Regions from separate parts of the Danio rerio genome. Here regions 1 and 3 are each linked to region 2. A link is a contact called in public HiCAR-type and Micro-C data. All regions are on one chromosome and are shown on one strand. Each heading gives the region's core, a stretch centred on a gene start, on an enhancer-like site or on the middle of the called end of the contact. The rest is flanking DNA. Distances are from core to core; before and after follow the strand shown.

Evidence for each region. Hi-C and Micro-C count contacts between places; a contact is called where the count stands out from the background. HiCAR-type assays count read pairs that join an accessible place to other places.
Region 1: a HiCAR-type map of caudal fin shows a contact between it and region 2, with 16 times the contacts expected there. The contact joins the enhancer-like site here to the promoter of fam169b in region 2. A contact is called at or near these places in 4 of 18 Hi-C or Micro-C datasets (caudal fin, embryo, hematopoietic stem cells and 1 more) and 3 of 4 datasets of contacts at active chromatin or transcription factors (caudal fin, embryo and pancreas).
Region 3: a contact with region 2 is called in a Micro-C map of caudal fin, with 16 times the contacts expected there. The contact joins the promoter of ttc23 here to the promoter of fam169b in region 2. A contact is called at or near these places in 8 of 18 Hi-C or Micro-C datasets (caudal fin, embryo, fin fibroblasts and 2 more) and 3 of 4 datasets of contacts at active chromatin or transcription factors (caudal fin, embryo and gastrula embryo).

What each region holds. Positions count from the first base shown.
Region 1 is chr18:22,274,383-22,278,840 of GRCz12tu, reverse strand. The region is part of intron 4 of pgpep1l (pyroglutamyl-peptidase I like); the gene reads right to left. All of the region lies in intron 20 of igf1ra (insulin-like growth factor 1a receptor), which reads left to right. Among named protein-coding and RNA genes, the nearest start is that of synm, 18 kb to the right of the region's middle. Within about 2 kb of position 3,165, at least 10 of the 62 cell types and tissues checked have an H3K27ac peak or open chromatin away from gene starts, as enhancers often do. A contact at or near this core is called in caudal fin and pancreas, where this site is marked.
Region 2 is chr18:22,446,787-22,451,239 of GRCz12tu, reverse strand. It overlaps fam169b (family with sequence similarity 169 member B), which reads right to left and starts at 2,181. Exons shown (of 9, transcript NM_001386842.1): 1 at 2,072-2,181; 2 at 1,693-1,814; 3 at 783-885; 4 at 605-690; 5 at 328-502; 6 at 56-238. The coding sequence starts at 2,153.
Region 3 is chr18:22,211,827-22,216,260 of GRCz12tu, reverse strand. ttc23 (tetratricopeptide repeat domain 23) reads right to left here and starts at 2,007. Exons shown (of 11, transcript XM_073930314.1): 1 at 1,757-2,007; 2 at 793-964; 3 at 448-571. The coding sequence starts at 1,830.

The sequences.
Region 1 (4,458 bases), core at 1,916-4,415, 170 kb after region 2:
TTTATTAATTTTCCTTTGGCTTAGTCCCATATTTAGCCACCACAGTGGAATGAACCATCAACTATTCCAGCATATGTATTACGCAGCGGATGCCCCTCTAGCCACAACCCAGTACTGGGAAACACCCATACACTCTTGCATTCACACACGCTCATACACAACGGCCAATTTTGTTTATTCATTTCTCTTATAGCACATGTCTTTTTGACTGTGGGGGAAACTGGAGCACCAGGAGGAAACTCACACAAACACAGGGAGAACATGCAAACTCCACACAGAAATGTCAACTGGCCCAGATGGGACTCAAATCAGTGACCTTTCTGTGAGGCGACAGTGCTAACTTGTAATGCTAGTATTGTTTGCAACTCTCAAAGCAGTCAGTCCACTTGGGAAGTACGGCGATAAGCATTAGTTAATTGTTTACCCTGTTCACCTGCAGTGTCTTGACTTAAGAGCTCCACACACTAATCTTCACATCATCGTCTGCTTGCGTCACTCATCTGCTCTGGCGTTCTCCTTTTCTGGGCTGATGTCAGCAGCGAGGCATCTGTCTGTTTCTCCTGACCTCTTTCTCCTGCAGTCTCTCGTTCTTGTCTCGACTGTTATGGAAACACAAACCCCGGGTTTCCATGGCAGCCACGGCGAGATGTCCTGATTGCACGAGAGAGGAGGCCCGAGTGTGTGCTGTGCTGCGCTGCACATCTAGGTGCTCAGAGTCTGTCATCTGTATCTCATCACAGCTCTCAGCTAAACATCATCAAGTCAGAATGTCGCTCACATTTTTGTGATATCATGAGAATTTAAGCAACGCTTGGATCATGTACAAGGGCAGGGAATCAGAAATAGTGTGCAGAATGCTGATCCTTGAATGGTTTGCTAGTACATTTTGTAGAGCTTGTTGTTTCTCTATTCTTTAAGTGTATGAATTGTACTACCATGACACTGTGTTGTTGTTTTAGGATTATAAAAAGGCATACAGATTTCTTGCTTCATCATTGTCCTTTATGAAGCTGACTTTCAAAATCTAGTATGTTGTCTATCTAGGTGTCAGACATTATCATCTAAAGAGAATGCTGCATTTATTTGAAAGGATTACAATTTTTAGTAATAACCTCTGTACACTGGCTGGGCACTTTATTAGGTACACCTGTCCAACTGTTCATTAACGCAAATTTCTAATCAGCCAATCACATGGAAGCAACTTAATGCATTTAGGCATGTAGACATGGTCAAGACGATCTGCTGCAGTTCAAACTGAGCATCAGAATGGGGAAGAAGTGACTTTGAAGATGGCATGGTTGTTGGTGCCAGACGGGCTGGTCTGAGTATTTCAGAAACTGCTGATCTACTGGGATTTTCACGCACAACCATCTCGAGGGTTTACTGAGAATGGTCCAAAAAAGAGAAAATGTCCAGTGAGCGGCAGTTCTGTGGGCGCAAATGCCTTGTTGATGTCAGAGGAGAATAGCCAGACTAGTTCCAGCTAAAAGAAAGGCAACAGTAACTCAAATAACCATTCGTTACAACCAAGGTATGCAGAAGAGCATCTCTGAGCACACAACACTTTGAGGCAGATGGGCTACAGCAGCAGAACACCACACCGGGTGCCACTCCTGTCAGCTAAGAACAGGAAACTGAGGAGGCACAGGCTCACCAAAATTGCAGAATAGAAGATTTGAAAAACATTGCCTGGTCTGATCAGTCTCAGTTTCTGCTGTGACATTCGGATGGTCGGGTCCAAATTTGGCAACATGAAAGCTTAGATCCATCCTGCCTTGTATCAACGGTTCAGTCTGGTGGTGGTGATGGTGAAAGGGTGTGGAGGATATTTTCTTGGCACACTTTGGGCCAATTAGTACCAATTGAGCATCGTGTCCACGCCACAGCCTACCTGAGTATCTTTGCTGACCATATCCATCCCTTTATGACCACAGTGTACCCATCTTCTAATGGCTACTTCCAGCAGGATAACACACCTTGTCATAAAGCGCAAATCATCTCAGACTGGTTTCTTGAATATGACAATGAGTTCACTGTAATCCAATGGACTCCACAGTCACCAGATCTCAACCCAATAGAGCGCCTTTGGGATGTGGACTGGTGATTCGCATCATGATTGTGCAGCTGAGAAATCTGCAGCAACTGCGTGATGCTATCACGTCAATATGGAGCAAAATCTCTGAGGAATATTTCCAGTACCTTGTTGAATCTATGCCACAAAGAATTAAGGCAGTTCTAAAAGCAAAATTGGTTCAACCTAGTACTAGTAAGGTGTACCTAATAAAGTGGCAAGTGAGTGTATTTTAACATGTTATTTATTTATGTGTTGGCAAAACTCAATTTTCAGCAGCCATAATGACAGATTCAGAAATCATTCTAACATTGTATTATTTATTTATTCATTTTTCTTTAGCTTATAGTCCCTTATTTATCAGGGGTCACCACAGCGGAATGAACCGCCAACTATTACCGTACATGTTTTGCACAGCGGATGCCCTTCCAGCCCCAAGCCAGTACTGTGAAACATTGTATTATATTGGATTAATATTACAATATGTATTTATTATAATAAAATGTATTATATTCATTTTAAATAGAAATCTTTTGTATTATAAATGTATTTTCTGTTTAAAGTTAGTAGCATTGCACGTACTGTATCTTTTAAAGAACAGACAGTCCTAGAAACCATTGTGAGAATTCAAGCTTGATGAAATAACATGTATGATCAAGAAATATGTGAATTATTAAACATAAGAGAAGTACCAAAGGTAGTCAAAATAGGGTGATGTTTGTTTTATGGCTAGTGCTGTATATCTCACCTTTAGCACCTTTAGCTTAGCAACATGCTAACGTAAAACTTTTTTGGTATTGATATTGAATGCAGTTTTCCACAAGTGCTATTTGTGGAGATGTTTACTTGTGTAGATCACTCCACTCTGAATATCAGTAAGTTGTGAGCTGTCTTTTCAGTCAGGATCTGCTTTAGAAGGCAGGACAGTAGCTCGGTGGGTTTTGGAAAAGAGATCAGTGCAAACAGCAGGGCAGGATTTATCACGTTTTCTGATTGGGATTGAATTTGCTTCAGTGAGTCATGACAGATGGACTCTGCTATGAATTTGTGCTCCAACCAACGCAAAACAGGCAGGTTACTCACGTACGCCAGGCCTCTGTCCAGAAAAAAAAAATACTTTGTTTTTAAGCAATGGCTGAGGAGGTTAACCCACAGAACAGTGTAACTTTCCGTTAGCGCCTAACATTCGTCAGAGAAAGCTCTGGTGCAGTATTTGATACTGTGGAATGTCTTTGCCTGTGTGTTTTGTGCTGAGAAGCTCCACTCTGAACCTGCGGCTGGAGGTCACTGAAAATGTATTTCAGTGGGCCAGTGAGAGCTGACGCTATTCTTAGCTTGTTTGTGCATTTTACCATGATGTGGTGGAACAGTACCACACCAAACTGTTGTGATAATGGGTTTGGTGATTTTTATTTTTGTTTTGGATTTTTTTCTTCTTTTTTTGCTGCTGCTTGTGTGTTCCCAGCTGTTTACATGAGACAGGTTTATGGAGTGTTTAGGACAGTAGTGCTGGCGTAGTGTACTGTCCAACCACAAAATGTTCTAGAAGCTGTGTTTTCAACAACAATCTGCTCTGCTCTGCTCCAGCTCTAGTGAACACTGCCACCTGTTGATGAGTGCCAAACACCAGGAGTTCATAGACATTATAATGCTGTTTGCACTGCAGTATATCAGATTTGTACATGTTATAAAATATGAATTGCATTTTAAATGATCATATTATTTATATAAAGAGAGAAATGTCACCTAATTTGCCCCTTTAACATTTTGAATATGCATTTATTTTAATTTTTTTTTGTTTTCTTTTTTGATTTTGGTGTTATGCTTTAGCTTTTGTTATTTTATTAAATGATTCTGTTTAACTTTAATTTGACATTTTAATAATTATACTAACCTTAGCTAGGGTCAAGGCAACACTTTTAAATTGCATTCAAGTTTTTCAGTGCTATTTCTTTATTTGAGATTTATTGCAAAACTACAAATAGCAATTCTGAGTAGTTTTAGTTAATAATATTTCAATACAGACTCCAAAACATTGCTGTTTTTTTAACTGGTCACACTGGGCTCTAAGGAGATGCTGTTTACATCAGAATTATTAGTCTCCTTGAATTATCAGCCCCCTGTTTATTTTTTTCCCCAATTTTTGTTTAACAGAGAGATTTTTTTTAAACTAATTTCTTAATAACTCATTTCTAATAACTGATTTATTTTACCTTTGCCATGATGACAGTGAATAATATTTGACTAGATATTTTTCAAGACACTTCTATACAGCTTAATGTGACTTTTAAATGTCTTAATTAGGTTAACTAGGCAGGTTAGGATAATTAGGCAAGTTATTGTATAATGATGGTTTGTTCAGTAGACTATCGAAAAAAATATATAGC
Region 2 (4,453 bases), core at 932-3,431:
AAAAAAGGTTCTTGAGCACAAAATCAGCATATTTTTAATCCTAATGTACACCTACCTCCATACATGCTAGGAGACATAGGAAAGCTAATTCCCAGAATGCACTCAAAAGGCTGAGATGAGCAGAAATCTTCCAGCATCTGTAAAGCAAGTCCAGTCCTTCTCCAGCGAGGGCGAACAAACACAGTATCCAACACAGGGAGCCGATAACTCTGGCCAGTGCTGCCATTACACAGACTGCCTATAAAAAACAGAAAAATAATGAAAACAATTTTTTAAATCCACCATAAATTTCTAAAAATACTACAACCTTATTTCCAAACACATTACCCTTTTTCTTGACAGTATAAAACCCAACAGCTTCACCATCTTGCCACAGGATTTTGCCATGTTCCCTCAAAGAATAGGCAGAAAAATATAGGTCATCTTCAAGAGGCCTTTCCAGAATCCCAAATATAACTTGGCTGAGCAGGAATAGCACGACTCTCTCCATCAGAGACTCCACCTGGGATGACAATATCTGTCATGGCTATCGTGGAAATGATGATTTTATTTCTGCTCAAAACATTGCAGACTAAAATGTAGTCTGTCAGACTGTGTTACTCACTAACAAAAGTCCACATCTGGATTTGTTTGACGTCTTTAAAACATCACCAACAGGCCACCATTTGCCTTGCAGGAACATGGCAACCACTAAAATAACAGGGTTTATATTATTATCTAAATAGACCGTATGACTCAAAAGTGGCATAGGAAGGATAGTGTTATATTGTGTGGAGTCAGACCTTGAGATTCATCCTCGGGTGTGTGAAGAGCAAGAATAAAATGTGATAAATCACCATCATTCAGAAACAAGAGCTGACCAATGTTCTCACTGCTTACTTTCACCTGTAAACACAAATATTACTCTTTAATGAGGAATTTAAATTATGTCATCATTTACACACACTCTGTTTCTTCCAAACATGTAAGTAATTAAACAGTTGGTCCTTATTGACTTCCATATTATTTTTGCCGATATATATAGAGGTCAGTGGGGGCCATCAAACATTTTAGTTAACAACATGCTACAAAATATCTTCTTTTGTGTTCAGCAGAAAAACAGAAACACATACAAGAATAAAAAAACTTGATGGTGTGTGAATAGTAAATAGGACCACATTGAATCTGTGCTTGCCTATTTCCGCAGATGGTTGATGCTGTCACTTAATTTATTTATGTAAGTGGGTGTAAATGTATGCATATTTATTTGTTTTATACATATATATTTCAGTTATGCTATTGGACAATATGCAAATGTTTAGATTATTTGTGTAAAACACAATTTGTTATGTAATATTTTCACTCCATTACATGAGAAACCAGGAAAAAAGTTGTAAAGTTTCAAAGATTTTTTTATTTGAATTGTTATTTTTTCATCCTTTGCACTGTGAAAAAACATTCCTCATAAATCCAAAGATTTTTTTCTTTTTAGTTATTAATTAATTTATTAATTATGCAAAAAAAATCCTGCCTTAATAGCGCAATAAAACAAACAAACAAACAAAATGATTCTGTTTGCAGACCTTATAAAATACATTTTCAGATTTTGGGTAAATAATTTATGTGTAAAACCAATAAGCTATTAAAACCAATAAGATTTAGGGTATAACTATTTTTTTGTATTGAATGGTAGGCTATTGTATTTGTTCTCACTTTCTCTCCATTAGTGTGGGTAATATGTGTGGCATCTCTTGAATGGACACTGGACAGGTCGTCATATCCTACGCTCAGCTCTCCATAATTCTCCACAGGTAGATCCACAGGATAGGGTTTCACTAGAAAACCACATTTGTTTAAACAGTAAATAACTCAAGCTTTAAGGTCCATGATGGCTTTATGTCAATGTTTTTCGTATAGTAAGATTTTATTGACGGCGCTTCTGTGACCTATCAACTGTCTGAGTGACGTAGCTGAACAGTTGCGCGATTTTGTTTACATGAAAAACAACTTTTTTAAAAGCTCCCATTAAACATACAGAAATTTGATAATACTTGGGTAATTAACTGAGGAAATGCTGTATGTCTGCTCTTACCTTCACCACTATTCTCCAGTTTAGAGCTGGATTCCATTTTGGTAGTTCGACCTTTGAATGTTTCGAAATAGAACAGCGCCATCTAGGGTTTCTGAAAGCTAAAGAGAAGAAATCATTCATGAATTTTTTAAAACTGCAGAGGGTTTAGGATATTTCACACTATAATATTTATTCAGGTGAGGTTTTTACAAGATTTGCATGATTTAAAATACAATGGGTAACGTTACTGGCACTATGAAAGTAAAAAAAAAACATATACAGGTGAATACACATATACAAAGAGAATAACTCAAAATATTGAAGATTTATAAATTAAAACGATAGGTCTATGCAAGTGAACATAATTTATAACAATGTTATCTTTAATAGACAGCATCAGAAAATGATCATGAGCATGTACTAATGTAAAAAATCTATCCTGGATGCCCCAAAGGTAAGTACAATTTTAATTTTAGGTAAAGTGTTTGTTTGTTTGTTTGTTTGTTTGTTTGTTTGTTTGTTTGTTTGTTTGTTTGTTTGTTTTTTGCTGTTATTTTATTTCTTTTTGTTATTAGCAAGACTGATTAGAATGATTAAATAAATGACAAATTAACTAAATGTATGTACTATTGTTATATTTGGTAATTTGACTTGAAATGTTTATTATAATTATCTATTTTTTATATCTTTATATTATAGTCATTACTTTAAGAAAAATCACAGGTCTTTGGAAAAAATAAAAAACCTCCTTTACTATAGTAATCTAAAAATAATTAATTGATAGAATCAAAAATATCCTATAGAACAAAGTGAAATTCCATTTAAAAAAAAAAGAAAAGAAAAAACACAGTGTCTAATAATTTAAAAAATCAAAATCAGATCCTGAAGGACCTATAGGAGTCATAATGCCCATAAGGATTTTAAAATCTTATAAGACAAAGTGGAAATCCATTTAAAAATTATGAATGTCCATTTACATTTTTAAATCCTATAAGACAAAGTGAAATTCCACTTTTTTAAAAACTGAATGATTTTTTTGACAAAGGTTCTTTTAGGATACATAAACACAGACCTCCTGTTACATATTGCATAAAATTACTTCACGCTGTACTTTACATTAGTTTATAGAAACTTGAAGTAGGCTATTTCATAAAGCATAACACCTCATTTTTGTAATTATACATAATTGTATAACATCCATGAGCTTGGGTTTATTCTAGCATTTTTCATAACCGTGAAACAGACAGACAGCATAAAATAACCCATTTATTTGTGTATCAACTGTATATCATACATTCATACAACTGTTTCAAGGATTGCATATTTTTAATTGAAATATTTGTTGGTCCCTTATTAAAATGTTAACTTTGAAATTTGAGAAGTGAGAAAATTACTATTCTACTATTTTGTCCCCTTGACAGACATGCATATATCTGTAATATTTGTTCTTTCCCTTATAAAAAAGTGTTTTTACTGATTTTATTCTAACGTATGTTTACATATTTAGTGTATAAATATGCAGAGGTGGATTAATTAATAAGCAAGGCCAGTAGTCGCTTAGGGCCCCAGGAAATCTGAGGGCTCCCAAATAAATACCTAAGTATAAATAATACTGAGCGACACGATGGCACAGTAGATAGTGCTGTCGCCTCACGGGGTCAGTTGGTATTTCTCTGTGGAGTTTGCATGTTCTCCCCGCTTATGTGGGTTTTCTCTGGGTGCTCCGGTTTCCCCCACAGTCCAAAGACATGCGGTACAGGTGAATTGGGCAGGCTAAATTGCCCGTAGTGTATGTTTGTGAATGAGAGTGTATGGGTGTTACCCAGTGATGGGATGCAGCTGGAAGGGCATCCGCTGCATGAAACATGTGCTGGATAAGTTGGCGATTCATTCGGCTGTGGCGACCCCAGATTAATAAAAAGACTAAGCCAAAAAGAATATGAAGGAATGAATGATACTTAAATTATATATAACATTGTTTTCTATCATATTTTGCACGGTGAGCGTCCCCCACCTTGAGTCATCGACCAGTCCAGCAGTCAAAACAGTAAAGATTTAGTTTTTAAAACAAAATTATTAATTTATTATTTTTAGTTGTGAATTCATCTTAAGAAAACACATAGTTATAGAATTTAGAAACATATAGTTATTGAATAGTTTCAAGAGATGTTTTACATCGTATTATTATTTTGCATTAAGATAAAATGCAAAAAATGAGATCAAATGATATAAGGAAAGCAAAAAAATTTAAAAATTTAAAAATTTAAGTACAAAAGTACGATGACGTATGGAAGGTCACTGTACAAAAGGTCAATTTTAGAACCATCACTGAAACTGCTTAGGGCCTCAAAATCATTAAATTCACCCCTGTACAAATTGTAGCATGATAAAAAAAAGGTTCAT
Region 3 (4,434 bases), core at 758-3,257, 230 kb after region 2:
GAAACAAAGCAAACAAGCTTTAACTTCAACATATTTTTGCTCAACGCATAAACCAAACACACTTATATTTCCAGGCCCAGGCACAATACATATTAAAACACTTTACAATGCAATCAACAGGTGATAAAATATAAAATTAGTTTCCATATAATATATAAATATAAAGACTATAAGTAAGATATAAATAACGTAAGATATAATAACATTTAAATCAGGTAAATCACTTCAGAATATATAAAACCAATATTAATCAAATTTACGCACAAACAAATAATATTAATTCAAAGCCAAAATCATCACACATTAACAAATTTAGATAACTCGTTCTTGCAATTTTAAAATAGTAGATTTTCCATTTGTCCGTGCTGAAACAACTGTGTAATCAAAGGACCTGAGATAAAATAAACAGCAATTTTTTGGGGTGAACTGTCCCTTTAATAATTTTACCTTTGTATTGCAAGTAAGCTTTAGCTAGTCTTGACTGGGCTTGGGCCACTGCAAAATGCTCATTTCCATAAACCAGTCTGCTCAGTGCCAGGCAGCGGATAAGCTCTTGGATACATGGGTCATACTGCAAGGTCAAACAAATATCAAACAATCAACTACTAGACAAATGAAAATACCATGATTCTATAGAAGTATTTAAAAGAGATAGAGAGAATACATTATTGTGAACATGCCTGGTGTGATTTTTTTTATTATGATAATGTATTATTGATATGCTGTGGGACTAATATGGTTACCTAACGCATAATTTATATATTGCAGAGCACAGTATTATTCTATGCATACCTCTTCACTATCAGCAAAAGAATGAGCCCGTCTCTCACAAAGAGATAGTTTCTCTGCAGGAGTAATCATGCTGTAATTCTTTCCATCTTCTTTCTGTGAGATTATTGTTGAATCTGCTTCCTGAAGGTATTCTCCAGAACTGCCACTGCTGCTCATGTTGAAGCTGGTGAATCTGCAAAAGTTCTGAGCTAAGCAGTTTTTCAAAACATGATGAATTATACCTACAATATTAGGTGTTGAGAAACATCCCCCTTTCACTGCATGGAGTTCGGATGTAAAAAAAAAAATTAAGTACCATTTGATTTTTTTCTTCTAAAATGCATATTTCCAATAGCGGTAAAGTTAAAGTTGATTTTATATTCACATATTCATTCATTTAGAAGTCTCTATACTGTTTACCATGTTACTTTGAATATTCGATTGGAATTAGCATGCAAGTGTGACTTGAAAACAACATTAACACTGTTTGTTTGACTGTGAACAATGTTGTACTTTGATAGTCATTGGCGGGTAATATGATTTCACTGTTTAGAGTTTGCAAATAATACTTTTATAAATTTTTATTATTAAGGGGAAAGTCTGAATGTGCGAATATAAAACCAACTTTACCTCTATATATTACCACAGCCTCTCATGTTTCTGTAAACCTAATTCACTTTTTAAAGATAATAAAAAATCTATTCTCTGCTATTAAAGTGAAATCACAAAACCTACATACAGAAAACTAAAAGAAAAAGTGTGTTTTAGAAGACAATTTCAGATGGCACTTCTGCATCTGAATGAGAAATTGGTCAGAGTAGGAGTTGAGCTGAGAGCTGAGGAGTCCCTAACAATCTCATTCTGACCCCTCATTTTGTTTTCCCACAGACCAAATAATGTCAAACTGGTTTTAAACGACTAGAAAGAGAAAATAATAAGAGAATGTTCCGTTTTTGACTGAACTATTAGAAAAATGAATACATACGATTCATCCAGCGCAGTGACTGAGCAGTCCTGCTGTGATGCGCCAAACGGTCCGCTGTGCGGTGCCAGGCTCATTTTAATGGCGAAGGCAAATGACACTGAGCAGTCAAATTACAGTACAAGCCGGCTTTTGATTGATGGTAAGAATGATTTCTCTTTTATATTGCTCTTCAAAGACTGCAACGATCTTTTCAGGCACACTGGAAGTCAGAGCTGTGCCTGTGCAACCGAGAAACGACTATCACGAAACCCAAACAAACGCTGTGATTGGCTGATTCCTACACATGGGCGGGTCATGTGACTCTCAAGTCACTACATTGATAAATAATAATTGAGCATTTTAACGCCATAATGCTTCTGTTCTTACATACATCTGAACCTTTATATTTTTAGCAGTAAATTTCTTCAGAAGTATTTTAAATCTTTCCAATAATGTACATGTTGGAAATTGCTCATTTATAATTGAATATTTAAAATGTAGTACCTCGTAAAAATAGTAATAATTTATGATTATCTAATTCAATATCTTATGCGTTTATCAAATTTTTAACATTTACAATAATACTGCATTTATAGAAAAAAGGTCCCATTTAAGTAGCCTACTAAATATTAAGTGTCCTATAGTCTTTGTTAATTCATTCATTAATTTTCTTTTCGGCTTAGTCCCTTTATTAATCAGGGGTCGCCACAGCGGAATGGACTGCCAACTTATCCAGCATATGTTTAACACAGAGGATGCCTTTCGAGCTGCAACACAGTACTGGGAAACATTCATACACTCTCATTCACACACATACACTATGGACAATTTAGCTTACCTAATTCAAAGCCACCACACCGCTCAGCGTCTTTGTTAATAGTTTTTAGTAAAATTGCTAAATTGTTAACCGAGGGAGTGCTAACCTGAAGGACTTTATTAGGTTACCTATAGTTAGGTTATCCATTTATATTTATGGCAGAAAGAAAAACCGTTTATGCATGTTGACAGCAGAGTTTATTATAAATACTTTAAATTATACATAAATAAATTACAGACAATATTGTATATAGTGATATACCTGTTCATACATTTTTCAATTTTGTAAAATATTTTTATTCTCTATTTACTACTTTCTTTCTTAATGCCTTTATTATCTGTGATTTTTTTTGTCCAGTACTCTCATTCTGTTGAACTATGGAAACAGAATACATGAATACAAGTTGCTTGTATGTGTAAACATCCCAATACAGCTCTTTCTGATTCTGATAATAAATTGGATTTCAATGGGATTGTGTAGCCTATAAATAAACTAAAACCCCATTGCTGAGTATATGTATTGCAAATGGCCATCTATTTTGAAAAAAACATGAACCACATTATCATAAGCCCACATTGTGGGTAGCTGACATGCAGTGCATTATGAACAGGTCTTATATAGCCTGCAAAACAACAAAGGTATCCAATTACAACCTTGAGCATTCAGTCGTCTTGAGGGTTTAATACCACTTAAAAAATATTTAAGACTGAAACATTTAAGGACAGTGAGCAATTCATTTAAGATATTACAGTTTTTCCCAGTGGCTTTTGTGCATTTCTCACAACACTATTTACATTTGCACAACAGTTAATGCATTTCTCAAAACAATTAGTCATTTGTGCACATCATAGTAGCATAGTAGTTTCATAGTAGTTTCTCATTATTTTCAACAAATTGCAGATGCATTTGGACATGCATTAATTGCTTATACAACTCTCTGCTATTTTATAAAATCATCATTTGCTTATGTCATGTCAGTCAAAATGAACTAAACCTGTGAATGCTGAATAGTCATTCCATATTAAACTAATAGACCTCATTTCATTACTCGAGTCATTACATACAAAAATGTTGAACTAGTTGTCAAAATCTGTTAAAATAATTTATAAAAATTGTAATTTTTTTTCTTGAAAATGTCTTCTAAACTGAACAATTTCATGAATGATTTACAGACCTGTGTATGTTGAAAGTTCAGTTCCAATATGTACTGCTAAATTGTTTACAGTTGTGCACAGCTCTACCCAAAGGAAGTTTATGTTTGTTGTAAATAAGGCTGTGTTTATTCTTTTGCATATTGCTGTGAATAGTTTAGAATTTCAAAGAGCAAATGCAGTAAAAATGTGAAACCTACATTTTCAGTGTCTTGTACTCAGATACCTCACTAAATGCAGTGATGTCTAACTTTACTGCAGTTTTCAAATGGCTGTACAAATAGTATATAGTGCTGTCTTGAGCATTTTCAGGAAGTGTCACCAAAATCTGACTTTTTTTGCACTAGAAAAAAATGTGCAGAGTACACTGTCATAATGCAAACATGATAAAGCCATTTGACTGGAATACTTGCTTTTGAGGAATAATGCAGGTTATCAGCTAGGTTTTGCAATTTGTACTAATTGTTTTGAGAAATGCATTGACTGCTGTGCAAATGTAAATAGTGTTGTGAGAAATGCACCAAAGCGACTGAGAAAAACTGTTATCAGGAGTCACCACAGCGGAATGAACCGCCAACCTATCCAGCATATGTTTTTACACAGCGGATGCCTTTTCAGCTGCAATCCATCACTGGGAAAACAAACAACAAATAACAGAAATTATATTTCTCCATTTGGTGGATAAATTAATTTATAAATGATTCAATGTTGAGTTTGTGTTATATTCATCA